Linked DNA regions of Mus musculus: regions 1 and 2 are each linked to region 3. The links are chromatin contacts, called in public HiChIP or PLAC-seq maps. All regions are on one chromosome and are shown on one strand. The core of a region is the stretch at or near the end of the contact, and the rest is flanking DNA. Distances in the headings are between cores, read along the strand shown.

Region 1 (4,172 bases), core at 254-2,753, 520 kb before region 3:
GTACTGCCAGGGTTCCACTAAGATATGCTTATCCCATTCGAACATTACCGCAGATACCTAAATTGCTTAAGATAAAGTTTAAGTGCACAGCACATTCTGCCTCAAGATGCCACCATTTTCAGTGGCATAGATAGTTATATTCCAAAGCCATTGGTGCTGCACAAAGGCCTCTGAGAAGGACAGGGAGGTAGCAGGAAAGGGACAAAAAGACCAGACCCAAAAGGTCTGGGCAGGAAACTGTGGAGACCTGAGGGCTCATTAGGGAAGCTTTGAGCTTCTTCCAAGGTGAGGAGAAGCCTCCCAGAGCTGTGGTTAGCTGCCGACTGTTTCACAGGAGGGCTCTTTTGAAGCTTTCCAACAAACTGCTGGGAGCTGGCTTCCTCCTGCTTACACACTTTACTCTCTTCTTTATCGCCATACTTTGTATCGAATATCGCCACATTCCCAGGTGCATGGCACTTCCACCCAAGTCCCCATACCTCTCTTCTTCAAATGATTTAGTTACTGAAATCTGTGGTCCCATCTCCTTGGACTCATTAGGTAGCTTGATAATATTTTTACATGCAGGCCGGGAAGAAAAATAAAAACTTCTCAATTTTCAAATAATTTTTATTTATTATCAGACACAAAATAGTGTACTTTAGAATCCTAGGGTCTTTGGGGATTGGTAGCCAGAGTCTTGATTTTGTTATAAAGGATATTATGTATCAGTATTGGGTAATAGTGCAGCTTTCTTGACCAGTGAAGAGGAAAGAGGACAATTCCTTATTGCAGGAGGCTGTCTGAAGTACCAGAATGCTATACCAGAATTTTAAAAGGCACAGGGTAGGCATTTTAAGCACAGGGAAGCCCCTACCTCTCAAAATATAAAATAATGTTTTTAACCATAGTGGTAATTCCATATGATGGACTTTGTTAAACGTAAAACCACTAATATATATGAAAACACAATTTATCAAATTTTACCGACTAGTAAATTACAGGTTGTATTGACTCACTATTTGAAGCACTAATGGAATAAGGGAAGCTAAAAGCTGTCTTTTCATTGGCTGGGTGGCTGGTCTTCAACAGCTGGGCGACCAGTGTGGTAAACAGGAAGCCATCTCCATGGTAATGGGCAATTCAACTTAACTTTTTAACACGCTAAGAGGTAATTACTTTTTTTTTTTTTAATTTCCATTTTTAAAACGTTTGGAGTTCATGACAACAGTGAGGACCCGAGGGTCAGGCATTTCCTGGTCGTTAGTGAAGCTGACTTTAGCTGACTTTAGGTCACTAAGAATTAAACGTTGTGACCCCCCTCCCCTTTTTTTTAATGAAAAGTGAACTGTGATTTTTTTTTTTTCTCTTTCTCTCCTCTTCCTGAAGTCTGCAACACAAATAAATGACAGAATTTTATGCTCACACACATGGTGTTTTGATTTCCTGCAGATGATAAGATCAGGGTGGAGGACCGATAACCACAGGGTGTAGGAGGGTGGGGCTCAGGCAGGCCCACATTAAAGCCACAGGTGGGTCCCTGACAGATGAGAAGATGAACCAGGGCTGAAGAGGCCAGCCAAGACGGTGAGTTCTGCTGAGACAACCTGGAAGGAGAAGATGGGCGGTCTCAGGGCAGAGGAGAATTCTGTTGGAGGCCGAGCTCTGCCAGGGACTTCTAGAATACACTACAGAGCCTGTATCCTAGGCAGCTGCCTGGGTGTGGTCCCCCTCTAACACCCACATTTTCTCTTCCCTACCTTAATAATCTATGCACTTCAAAATTCCAGGCAAGTCTGCATTCATAGGCTGTCTTGAGAACAAGAAATAAGAACAAATGAAGTCAGTGTCCACAGTAGCAAACCACAGTCCAGCTCTCTGCAGGCAGCGCTTGCTCTTCAACAGCCTGTCGCTGTCAAAGGTAGCTAGAGTCTGCCTAGCGTTGAGTCTCCGCAACACTGTAGCAACCCTCTTCGCCTTTCCCACGCTACAGCCTGCTCCCATTAGCCATCAGTGAGTGTACAGCCAAGCAGAGAAGACAGATGAGACTCTCCAGCAGCCTAGGGCAAAGTCTTGGGAAGTCCCCAGGTCCAAGAGTTGGATGGACCCAGAGAAGCTTCAGGGTGCAACAAGTGCATTTCTACTGACTATAGTCTTTCCTGGTCCAGAACCCATGTCCAAAAGGTTCTGGCAACACAGGAAGGAGAAGAAAGATTCTGATAAAAATGAGTTGCCCACAGGGTATACACAGAAGTCTCGGGGGTCGTTGATGCTTTTCCGGGAGCCATCTGATGACTACAGCTTCAGACAAGAGTGCTGTCCATTCTTATAGTCAGTATTTAAATATTCAGTACTTTAAACAGAAATACTTCTATTGATTTTATTTTGAGCTATTTTATGATTTTATTTTTGAGACAATGTATCACTCACTCTGTAGCCCAGGCTGCCCTTAAGCTTTCAGTCTTTCTGTCCCAGCTGCCAGAACACTGGGATTACAGGTTTTCCTTAAACCCAATTAGCGCGCAGAAGTCCTGGATGCTGGAGGGAGGATGGATGCCATGACAGAATGTCTCAGGAGCTAGGCTAGCCTGCAGGGATGTAGACTGCTTCCACAGGCTCAAAATGATTCTACCTCCGTTTCTGCAAGAGTTTTGTGACCACGGACCCCGTTGATCATGTGCACACAGATGCCTTAAAGCTGTTCAGACCAGGATCTTATTCAAATCTGATATTAGAAGCTGTTCTTTCTTAGCCCCACCCCCATCATCAATCAGTTCATCTGTACATAGCTGGGTCTACGTTCCTGTCAGGACCAGTCCCATGACTGTGTGCTCCTGGCTGGGATAAGACTTCTCCTGCCTCACAGTGAATCCGTTTAATGCAGGACATAGTCCATGCTGCCTTGCTTTCAGATACTATTTTCATATCATACATAGGGTGTGCTCTGTATGTGTAAAGCGTACACAGGGCCAGGATTTCTGCTTGCCTCTTGTTCCTTGAGCAGTTTAAAGTTTGTTCACTTTCTCCTGACTCTCATTCCTCTCAGGAAATCCATTTCCAGGGGCAGGCTCTAAGAGCATCACTCTCATTGCTTTTACTTACTCTATTAGGCCATGCTTCCTACATCAAAACTCTTGCAAAGTCACCACTGTCACTCCAGAAAGTCCCCTTTCAGTATAGAAAGGGGAATCTGTCCTCTTTTCTCAAGGAATTTCAGTAGCTGGCCTTGACTTGTGAAACACCACTTTGACAGGGCTGGTGACCCCTGCTCTGGGAGTGTGCAGGGGAATTTATGGACTGCTTGGAGAACAAATATTACTGTGGGGTTGAACCAGGAAGACTTCCCCAAGCCCGACCCAGTTAGAATGCTAGAGGCTGAGCCACCCAAGAGAGGGAAAGGAGACACTGGAGGAACAGCCAGCCAGTGCAGGGATGGATAGAGAATAAAATCAGTGACCACTGCACGGCCTACTGCATCTGTCTCCAACAGGCCAGGGTGAAGCAAAGAAGACAGGACAGACAGACATCAAGTGCTCACCCCTGACTTTATCAAATGTGCTCTTTAGAAAGAAGACTATCAGCTCACGTCCGCCTCGTGTGTCTGTTCACGGGCTTGGCTGACTTAGCCGTTGATGTGCTCAGCATAAGTAATAACCGACCTCCCATATAAAACTGAACGAGATGCCGCTGTTGTATGCAGCCGATGTGGACAGCATAGTGAACGCGGAGCCTTCGGGAAAGCTACGAGTAAACTGATAAGCTTGAGAACCACTTGCTGGCAGAGAACATCTTTTCCATGTCTGTTTTGCACAATGCCATGAGCATGGAGTCTGAAAACATTGAGAGGCGCACAGCTTGAATTAGGATGATTTTTTTTTTTTTTTTTAACATATGAGCTGTGGCCCTTCAAAATGAGATTCACACTCAACCGTGTCCCCAGAGAGGTTTTCTGTTTGGGCCCAGCCATTCAGGACAATCTAAACCGCTTTAAAAGTAAACAAATAAATACTAAACTATAGGAAGGAAGCTTTTGTGACCCAACTCTCATGCTAATTCCAGTCAAATTCCTTAGAATGACTGCAGCTGTGACTGTCATTCTGCCACTGGGAAAGTGTCAGCAAGACCAAGAATAGTAGCAGCCTGCCATCTCGGTGGCTTTGACGTTCTCATCTAAAATGTTAATTAAGGAGTTG
Region 2 (4,019 bases), core at 270-2,769, 600 kb before region 3:
CCTTCTGACATATATTAAAATTTCCAAAATATCCCAGTGATAGTGTTGACCACAGAAGACAGATCCATTATATCTGTAAATCCCATTCTTACAATAGTTACAACTTTTATTATTTATTTTTATTTTATATGTATGTTTGTCTATATGTCTGTGTGCAGTACCCAGAAAGACCAGAAGAGGGAGCCGGTGCCCTGGGACTAGACAGCTCAGATGCTTCGGAGCTGCTATGTGGATGCTGGAAACCTATCCCGGATCAGCAAATGGCTGAGCATCTGTCCAAGTCCTGTTGTTTTAACAATTTGTAAAGACTACTAGGCAAATTTGTATTTATTGTGACTTCATAAAAGGACTCCATGGCCAAGGAATGACTCAAGAAGAAACAGTATAACTGAAAATCAGGTAGTAGCTAAAGTCCCAAGGCACAGACACTAAGTGTGGACATGCTGAATAATACCCAGACTCCCACACCAGGCCGCGGTTACTAAAGCACACAGAGGAGGTACAAACTCTGTTTTCAATTTTCTTCTGGAAAGTTACCGTGTTTTGGTTTTTCTCAAACTGGGTATACAAATAGGCTCTCCAGCTTTGAGACTTTTTTTTCCCTCCCATTAAAAGTCATCTTCCCATCATGGAAACTTAGAAACGTTGTTTTGCTACAAAATTTTAAACCTGAAATACTTCAAGTCTCAGGAAACTGCCTAATAGGCACCCAGAGAGTCCTGTCAATCAAACCCAGCAGATTTGTTGTATTGTCTCTGGTCTCTAATCCTGTTAAAAGAGTTGAATGGTTTATATAAATAGTTAGGGCCCTGCTGTAGACTCCCTTGCTGTTTTTCCTCCTTACTGCAGAATTCAAGGCCTTGTTGAATTCATTTTGTGGCTTCATGGTTGTTTTCTGTGGTTGCAATTATTGTACCCTTCTTTCACTAGAAACAAATGGATAAGATGTCCGACTACTGGCCTGTTTCAGATGCAAATGTGAAGAGTATCCCAGGTTACAGAGCGAATGCTCAGAAAAGAGATTCACGACAAAGGTAATTAATCAACCACGGTTACACTCCAAAAAGATTTCCTACATACAAAGTTTCTAGTTCTTTAATATGTGGTGGAAGATGGGGGGATGGGTTTCACCGGTCTGATTCTTCTAATTCTGACACAATTTCTCTCTCTCTCTCTCTCTCTCTCTCTCTCTCTCTCTCTCTCTCTCTCTCTCTCTGCAATATTATTCATGGGCAGCAGTGGTGTGTGTGTGTGTGTAGGGGGTGGTGCTGTATGCACCAGGGTGCTTTTGGAGACTACAACTTTCAGGAACCTGTAGGTCCTGAGGGTTGATCCTGAATTGTCAGGCTTGGATGCAGGTGGCTTTACCAGCTGAGTCATCTTGCTGGCCCCATGATGTTTTTGTTAAATCACAGAATCAATGGGAACTGGGAATGAGAGCTCTGGCTCCCCAGATGTGGCTACTTGTAGAACCCAGCAGCCCCAGGTCTCTTGTAAGCATTGGAAGCTGTGAAAGAAAGACTTTCTTTATTCTGAGAGGGAACAGAAACTAATGCTAAAGAACAGAAGACAAAATGGGGAACTTCGCTGTTGAAGACGGAAATAATATCTACTTATTACTTCAATAAGATTATATACTGCATATATCACCCAAACAGAAAGAGAAACTAAAAGCTATAAATACATATTGATGCAGTTTTAGACTCTTGAGTATTAGTGGTCTTTCAGTTTTTAACAAATGTCCTAGTGGCCATGGGCTTTAGAACGGTGAATTAAAATAAGATAAAAGTGTGATCTCAAAATTGAGATGACATCACCCATGAATAAATTTCCTAGTTATTTCACCTTTGCTGCCTTGTTTCCTAGCGTGGGTAGCCTTTAAGATGCTACTCTAGGATGCGTCAGCATGCATCTGGCAGGTGGTTGCAAGCATGACCCACCTGGGAAGAGGGAACCTCAACACGGAATTGCCCCCATCAGATTGGCCTATGGACTGTCTGAGCGGGTGTGGTTTGTGATTTCTCATTAATGTAGGAGGGTCTAGACCACTGTGGGTTGTCCCGTGCAGTATAAAACACACGGGACGCAAGCCACCATGCAGAGCTCCTCCATGCTGCCTCGCTTCCTCTCCCGGGTTCCTTTCTTGAGTTCCCTCCCTGGTTTCCCTTGACGATGGGATAACTATGGGCCAAATAAACCCCTTGATCCCCCAAGTTGTTTTTGGTGAGTTTCATCCCAGCAATGGTAAAACTAACTAGGACAACACGTACACTGTGAGTGCATAGTTACTTTTTTTTTTTAAGATTTTTTAAATTTTTATTTATTTTATGTATATGAGTACACCATTGCTCTCTTCAAACACACAAGAAGAGGACATCAGACCCCATTGCAGATGTTTGTGAGCCACCATGTGGTTGCTGGGAATTGAACTCAGGACCTCTAGAAGAGCAGTCAGTGCTCTCAAGTGCTGAGCCATCTCTCCAGCCCCAGAGTTACTTTCTTTCTTTATTATTTATTGATTTTGCTAGGACTCTGCCAGGAAGAGTTTGTTTGAAACATAGTAACTCAAGATCTGATTGAAGAATTTTATTCTCCCTAATAGGATACCAAGTTATACTGGTAACGATTTGCCTCTTAAGAATTATAGTCTGTGACTCATTTTTTTAAATCTAGAACGGGGCCGAAAGTCAGATTATGTGCATCTAGCATAGATCTGCTTCTGAGCTTCATAGCTGAAATAAGGTAGACCAGGTTAAAGTTGAGAATTGTTTTAAAGACACACGCACAGGCAATGTTCTCAGAAACTCCCACTCAGACTTGCCCTTTAACAGGTTGTTATACATGACAACAAGGAGCACTACCGGGCTTTGTATGTATTGGTTGCCCAAAGGACAGAGGTATAAAGTGAGCTGTTACCGTAACAACAGTTAATAGGTCAGAGTCTCACGCGTACACTTGGCTTTGCCTCTGTTGATTTATTACACCAATCCCATTTCTTGGATATTGCCATTCACATTCTACTGACGAGAAAGTTGAGGATTGGAGAGATTAAGCAATTTTCCCAGGAGCAACCAGCTAGTGAAAAGTCTGAACTCGAATCGACTCCCGTTTCCTGAGTTCAGAGCTTGTACATCAAACCATCACATGTTTTGGGGCTATTGGCTATGGAAGCACTCTCTTGAGTGCTTCATTTCTGTGAGACAAAATATGCTGACAAAGTAATTTAGTGTGTGGGGGGGGAGCGTTTGTTTTAGCTAACAATTCCAGGAATACTTAATGTTCAGAAATGCAAATACCTTTTATTGAGGTTGTTACAATGAGAGGCATTTTTATTTGAACACTTACTCAAGTTGAAACATCACAAACGCAGCGTTAGATCATTGAGGGAAAGGGACCCCCAAGTCAGTTACAAGATGGGACTGTAATACAAGCGTTTTAAAATTAAAACATTAGTATTTGAGGATTTGTGATTAAGAGTCTGTTTAGAGCATCCCCCCAAACAATGGACAGGTAGGCATTAAAAGCTTCACTTTAGGCAATGGGTTTTTATCTTCTCTTCTTCATTGCTCCACTGTTAGACCAATGTTTACATTGTAGATAGATTTGCTTAGGAATTTAATCAGTTGATACACCTAAAACACTTGATCAGGACTCTCCATAGACTTAGCGTCCAGTGCTATCTCTTAATATTACTACTGTAAGCAACGATGACAGAAAGACCTCTCATATTCTTCTTTCCAGTTTTAAGCCCCCAAGCCTTAACTTAGAATATATCTTTACTTCCAGTTAGGATATTAGGTCTAAAACACTTAATCTCATGTTTCTATTAGGAGGGTGTGATTGTGTCAGCGAGGAGACTCATAATTTAAGAACAGTTTCAGTGAGAAAGTTAATTGACTGCCTTCTGGCTAGTGGAACTTGTCTCGAATTCTTACACTTTGGAATGAGTTAACTCCACTCTTAGAGCCCCAGACCCCAGCTGCATTACTTAGGAAAGGATCTGATGGAGATCAAGGCTA
Region 3 (3,872 bases), core at 1,371-3,870:
GACCTGTCTATGTTTACTGGCGAGCCTCGCTTCTTTGACAGCGCCTGAAGACTGCCAAGAGACTATCTCAAGTGAACCAAGCAGGAATCCCATAATCCTTTCTCTTCTCCATCAAGTGGAAAGAAAAAAAAATGGCTACACTCCTTCATAATTGCCAAACCAAAACATCTAAAAGAATCAAGACCAGATAGATTTATTTATTTATTTATTTATTTATAAAACTGGAACACATCTTCACAACTTTGTGTTCAAGGGGACTTATTTTAAGCCAACAGGTGACCATAAGCTGAAACCACACCTCTGAAATGGCAAAGAACCCAAGACTGGATAGTACTGGGCCTAAGGGGAACATCCACTATTATCCTGCTCCTAAGCTTATATTGCTATGCCCTAACTAACCTAGAGACCACAGCATGTAGACACTGAGAGGCCCGCCAGCATGCTTGGAGACAGCGTCCCAGTGTAGCCCTGGCTGGCCTGCAGCTTGCTAGGTAGAACAACATGGAACTTGAACTCAAGAGATCTGCTTGCCTCTACCTCCTGAGTGCTGCTGGCATTCAGGGTGTGTATCCCCACACCTAGCTGGAGCATCCAGCCCTGAATGGGATGTCATCATCAAACCCCTCCCCCTCCAGGCCCAGGGAGCTTCAGGGAAGGGGAGGTAGGGGGTCAGGGATGACTCCAAGGAAGCTCTGTCTTCCAGATATAACAGGACTGATGTACATATGAACTCAGACTGCGGCAGCATGCACGAGTTCAAGCCAGACGAGGGTCCAGTACTAAGAGTGGGAAGGGGACATGGGTGGTTCTACCCACCCAACTCCAACCAGGAAGTGATTTTCGATTTTTATCTGCTGGCAAAGGGAAAAAAAATCTGCTTTTTCCAATGAGGTGTTCAGGAGTAGTTGGCTAACGCAAAAATAAATAAATAAATAACCCCACAACCATGTGTTTTAGAGGGCTTTTTATCTTGTTTTGGCTTTTTAAAAATCTTGTTGGTTTGCTACTCCAACATTTTGGAGTTGTTTGTCTTGCTTGTTTGTTTTGAGAGTGAGGAGGCAGTAGGGGAGGCAAAGCATGATCAAACTGTATTAGACTGAAAAAAATTTTTTTGTTTTTGTTTTTTGGTTTGTTTGTTTTTTGAGAGAGGGTTCTCTGTGACTGAAAAAATTTTAAATAAAAAACCAAAAAGGATGAAACCATTTAAAGAGACTAGAGCACAATAAAAATTCTCCTCTATTCCCTCATCTATTAACCCCTAAGCCTAGGTTTACTCAGGCCAAGCCTTAAATAAATCTTCAATGAAGTCAAGTGGGCACATATGCGACTTTTCTTGGTAAAAACAAGGTCTGGGGCTGGAGAGATGGCTAAGTATTTAAGAGCACTGACTGCTCTTCCAGAGGTTTTGAGTTCAATTCCCAGCTACCACATGGTGGCTCATAACCATCTGTAGCAAGATCGGATGCCCTCTTCAGGTGTGTCTGAAGATAGTAACAGTGTATTCATACATATAAATAAATAAATTCATTAAAAAAAAAGGTTTGTCACTACATCAGTAACAAACAGAGCAAACACAAATGGTCTCAAAGCACCACTGATATCTACTATCCCTAAGACAGGTGGTAACTGACGAGTGTATAACGACACATCATGGACTATCTATTCAGCTATAAAAAGGACAACGTCTTACCATTTAAACGTGAGCAGACCTGAAGCACATTATATAAGACAGCTATACAGTCTCACCAGTACATGCAATATAGAATGTTGGTTTCAACAGACGCTGACTGAGCATTGCTACTGGAGGTCAGGACGGGGCTTAGTCAAAGGGTTTTAATTACAGCTGGAGGGGAGAAATACTCTGGGTGACAGGCTGACAAAGCATGAGGATAACATGCTAAGTATTTCAATAAAAGCTTCTTAAAGATCTTGAATGTTTTTTGAAAAGAATATTTAAGAGGCTAGATACTCTTTCCCTGATTTGAACATCACAATTCGAGGATGTGGAAACATTTATTTACCAGGTGCCTCTTAACGTGTACAACTTTTATGTCAATTTAAAAAAATGACAGCAATAATATGCATTAAAAGAAATGTCAAACACTTCTATCTACTCTCATAAACAACTCAATACAACGCTTGCCAATTCCAAAGAAGAGGCTGGCACAAAATGTGCATTTCTATCCCAAGTAAGACCTTCTTTTCCAATTAGGACATGGGAAACTAAAAAAAAGTACAATCTGTATTATTTTAAAAACCAATTTAGTTAATTTTTTATTTACTTAGAATTCAAAGTTTGCTAAAAATAGACAGTACACAGTAGTAAGTGTCACTAAAACCAGAAGTACTGCAAAGAAAAGATCTATTTCAGAGTTAAACTCAAAGGTCTGTGTTGTAAAATATTTGGTCTTTGTTATTCTCTCAACACTCAATTTGGAAAGAGAAACATGCTCCAGTTTGGGTAATTAACCAGTAACATAAGTCAAATAATGAATTCTGCTACCTCCTAAATACATCTGAACAGATTACCAAGTCTTTCAAAGCAATTTCAAAGCGGCACTGCAGCCTTGCAGGAGCTGAGACACAGGAAATGCATGTTGACACGTGCAGCTCGGGCAGCTTCCAGGCGGCTGCATAGAGGAGCTCACAGAGGAGCTGCAGCCAGTCCTTGGAGCAGGACTAGACAGCGCCCAAACCAAAATGTTTAAGGCTGCTCAGAAACAAAGATGTGAGGAAGGAAATAGCAGAGAGGAGTTACAAAAGCCTTGCTCTTTTGTCAAGTATGCAATTATAGAAAAAAAAAAAAAGTCTTCCTGGAAGTCTACATATAAGAATGCCAGCCCTTTCCCTCTCTGCCGTTTAAGAGTCCTACTCTACTCCTCCAATAACACCTCTGAAACAAGTCTGAAACACTCCTTAGATGCCGCCACCTCTGGGTTAGCAGGATGGCTCAGCAGGGAAGGGCACTTACTGTGGGGCCTGACCACACCATCAACCCCCAGAGCCTGCCCACACAGTGGAAGGGGCAGTGACTTCTCAGAGTCCCACAACTGTGCTTGAACCTGTGCATACAATAAGTACCAGATGTAATAAAATGTTTTCTAAAATGCCATTGCTGTCCAAGAGTGACTGCCAACAGTGACGGGCAATCCCACTCAGATGACCAATCAGACCTCTTCTTACATAACAATGAACTAGACTGAGCAGTATCTTGTACCTAAGCCACACGAGCAAACAGACTAAGGGAGGGACCTACACTGTGGCCTAACCACACTATTACCTGCTGCTGAGATTAATAGCTACTTCTTACATGAAGACTCCAGGAGGCCACTGTCCCCAAAACACTCCCCTCACCCCCCAAAAATGATCACTTCTCAAACACACCTCCTCCCAGGTTTAAGTCAAGGGTGTGAGAGCTTGTTACCTGTCAAGTGAATGCAGGAGAGAGACTGCCTCAAGTTTCCTTTTCATTTGCCAACCTTGGAAAGAGGCACCAGGTGTAAGACAGGAAGCAAAGAACCAGGAGGCATCCTCCAGCCAGTGACCTTTTGGCTACTCAGTGATTCAACTGAGAACACAAGACTCTTTAAATGCTACGATCATAGAATTAAGAAATTAGAGAAGGCCCTTTCTAAGTAACCCAACCAAGAGAGGAAAGAGGGTGGCAAACGTGCTTTGTGTTCTGCAGAGCAGACTCCAGCTGCCCAATAAGTGATAGTTCCAGAGAGAGAATCCTGAAATGCTGAAGATGAAACAATGCTAACACCAAGCCAGAGCGCCAAGGCACTAACTCAATCTGTTTGCTCTGTGGAAGCCCAGTAGGCATGGGGGTGGGGTGGGAGATGGGGTGGGGGCACACACTAAGAGCTACT

The links. HiChIP or PLAC-seq counts read pairs in DNA pulled down with a chosen protein or histone mark.
Region 1: an H3K27ac HiChIP or PLAC-seq map of large pre-B cells shows a contact between it and region 3, with 7 times the contacts expected there. The contact joins two enhancer-like sites. A contact is called at or near these places in 1 of 15 datasets of contacts at CTCF or cohesin (large pre-B cells), 4 of 484 Hi-C or Micro-C datasets (bone marrow-derived macrophages, embryonic fibroblasts, pancreatic cancer cells and 1 more) and 2 of 115 datasets of contacts at active chromatin or transcription factors (extraembryonic endoderm stem cells and large pre-B cells).
Region 2: an H3K27ac HiChIP or PLAC-seq map of large pre-B cells shows a contact between it and region 3, with 4 times the contacts expected there. The contact joins two enhancer-like sites. A contact is called at or near these places in 2 of 115 datasets of contacts at active chromatin or transcription factors (large pre-B cells and memory CD8 T cells).

What each region holds. Positions count from the first base shown.
Region 1 is chr3:52,837,697-52,841,868 of GRCm38.p6, reverse strand. No RefSeq gene overlaps it. Among named protein-coding and RNA genes, the nearest start is that of Gm30292, 42 kb to the right of the region's middle. Within about 2 kb of position 1,503, at least 56 of the 459 cell types and tissues checked have an H3K27ac peak or open chromatin away from gene starts, as enhancers often do.
Region 2 is chr3:52,921,606-52,925,624 of GRCm38.p6, reverse strand. Gm20750 (predicted gene, 20750) reads left to right here. Exons shown (of 5, transcript NR_040555.1): 2 at 931-1,034. Among named protein-coding and RNA genes, the nearest start is that of Gm20750, 4.1 kb to the left of the region's middle. Within about 2 kb of position 1,519, at least 29 of the 459 cell types and tissues checked have an H3K27ac peak or open chromatin away from gene starts, as enhancers often do.
Region 3 is chr3:52,321,924-52,325,795 of GRCm38.p6, reverse strand. All of the region lies in intron 1 of Foxo1 (forkhead box O1), which reads right to left. Among named protein-coding and RNA genes, the nearest start is that of Foxo1, 56 kb to the right of the region's middle. Within about 2 kb of position 2,620, at least 46 of the 459 cell types and tissues checked have an H3K27ac peak or open chromatin away from gene starts, as enhancers often do.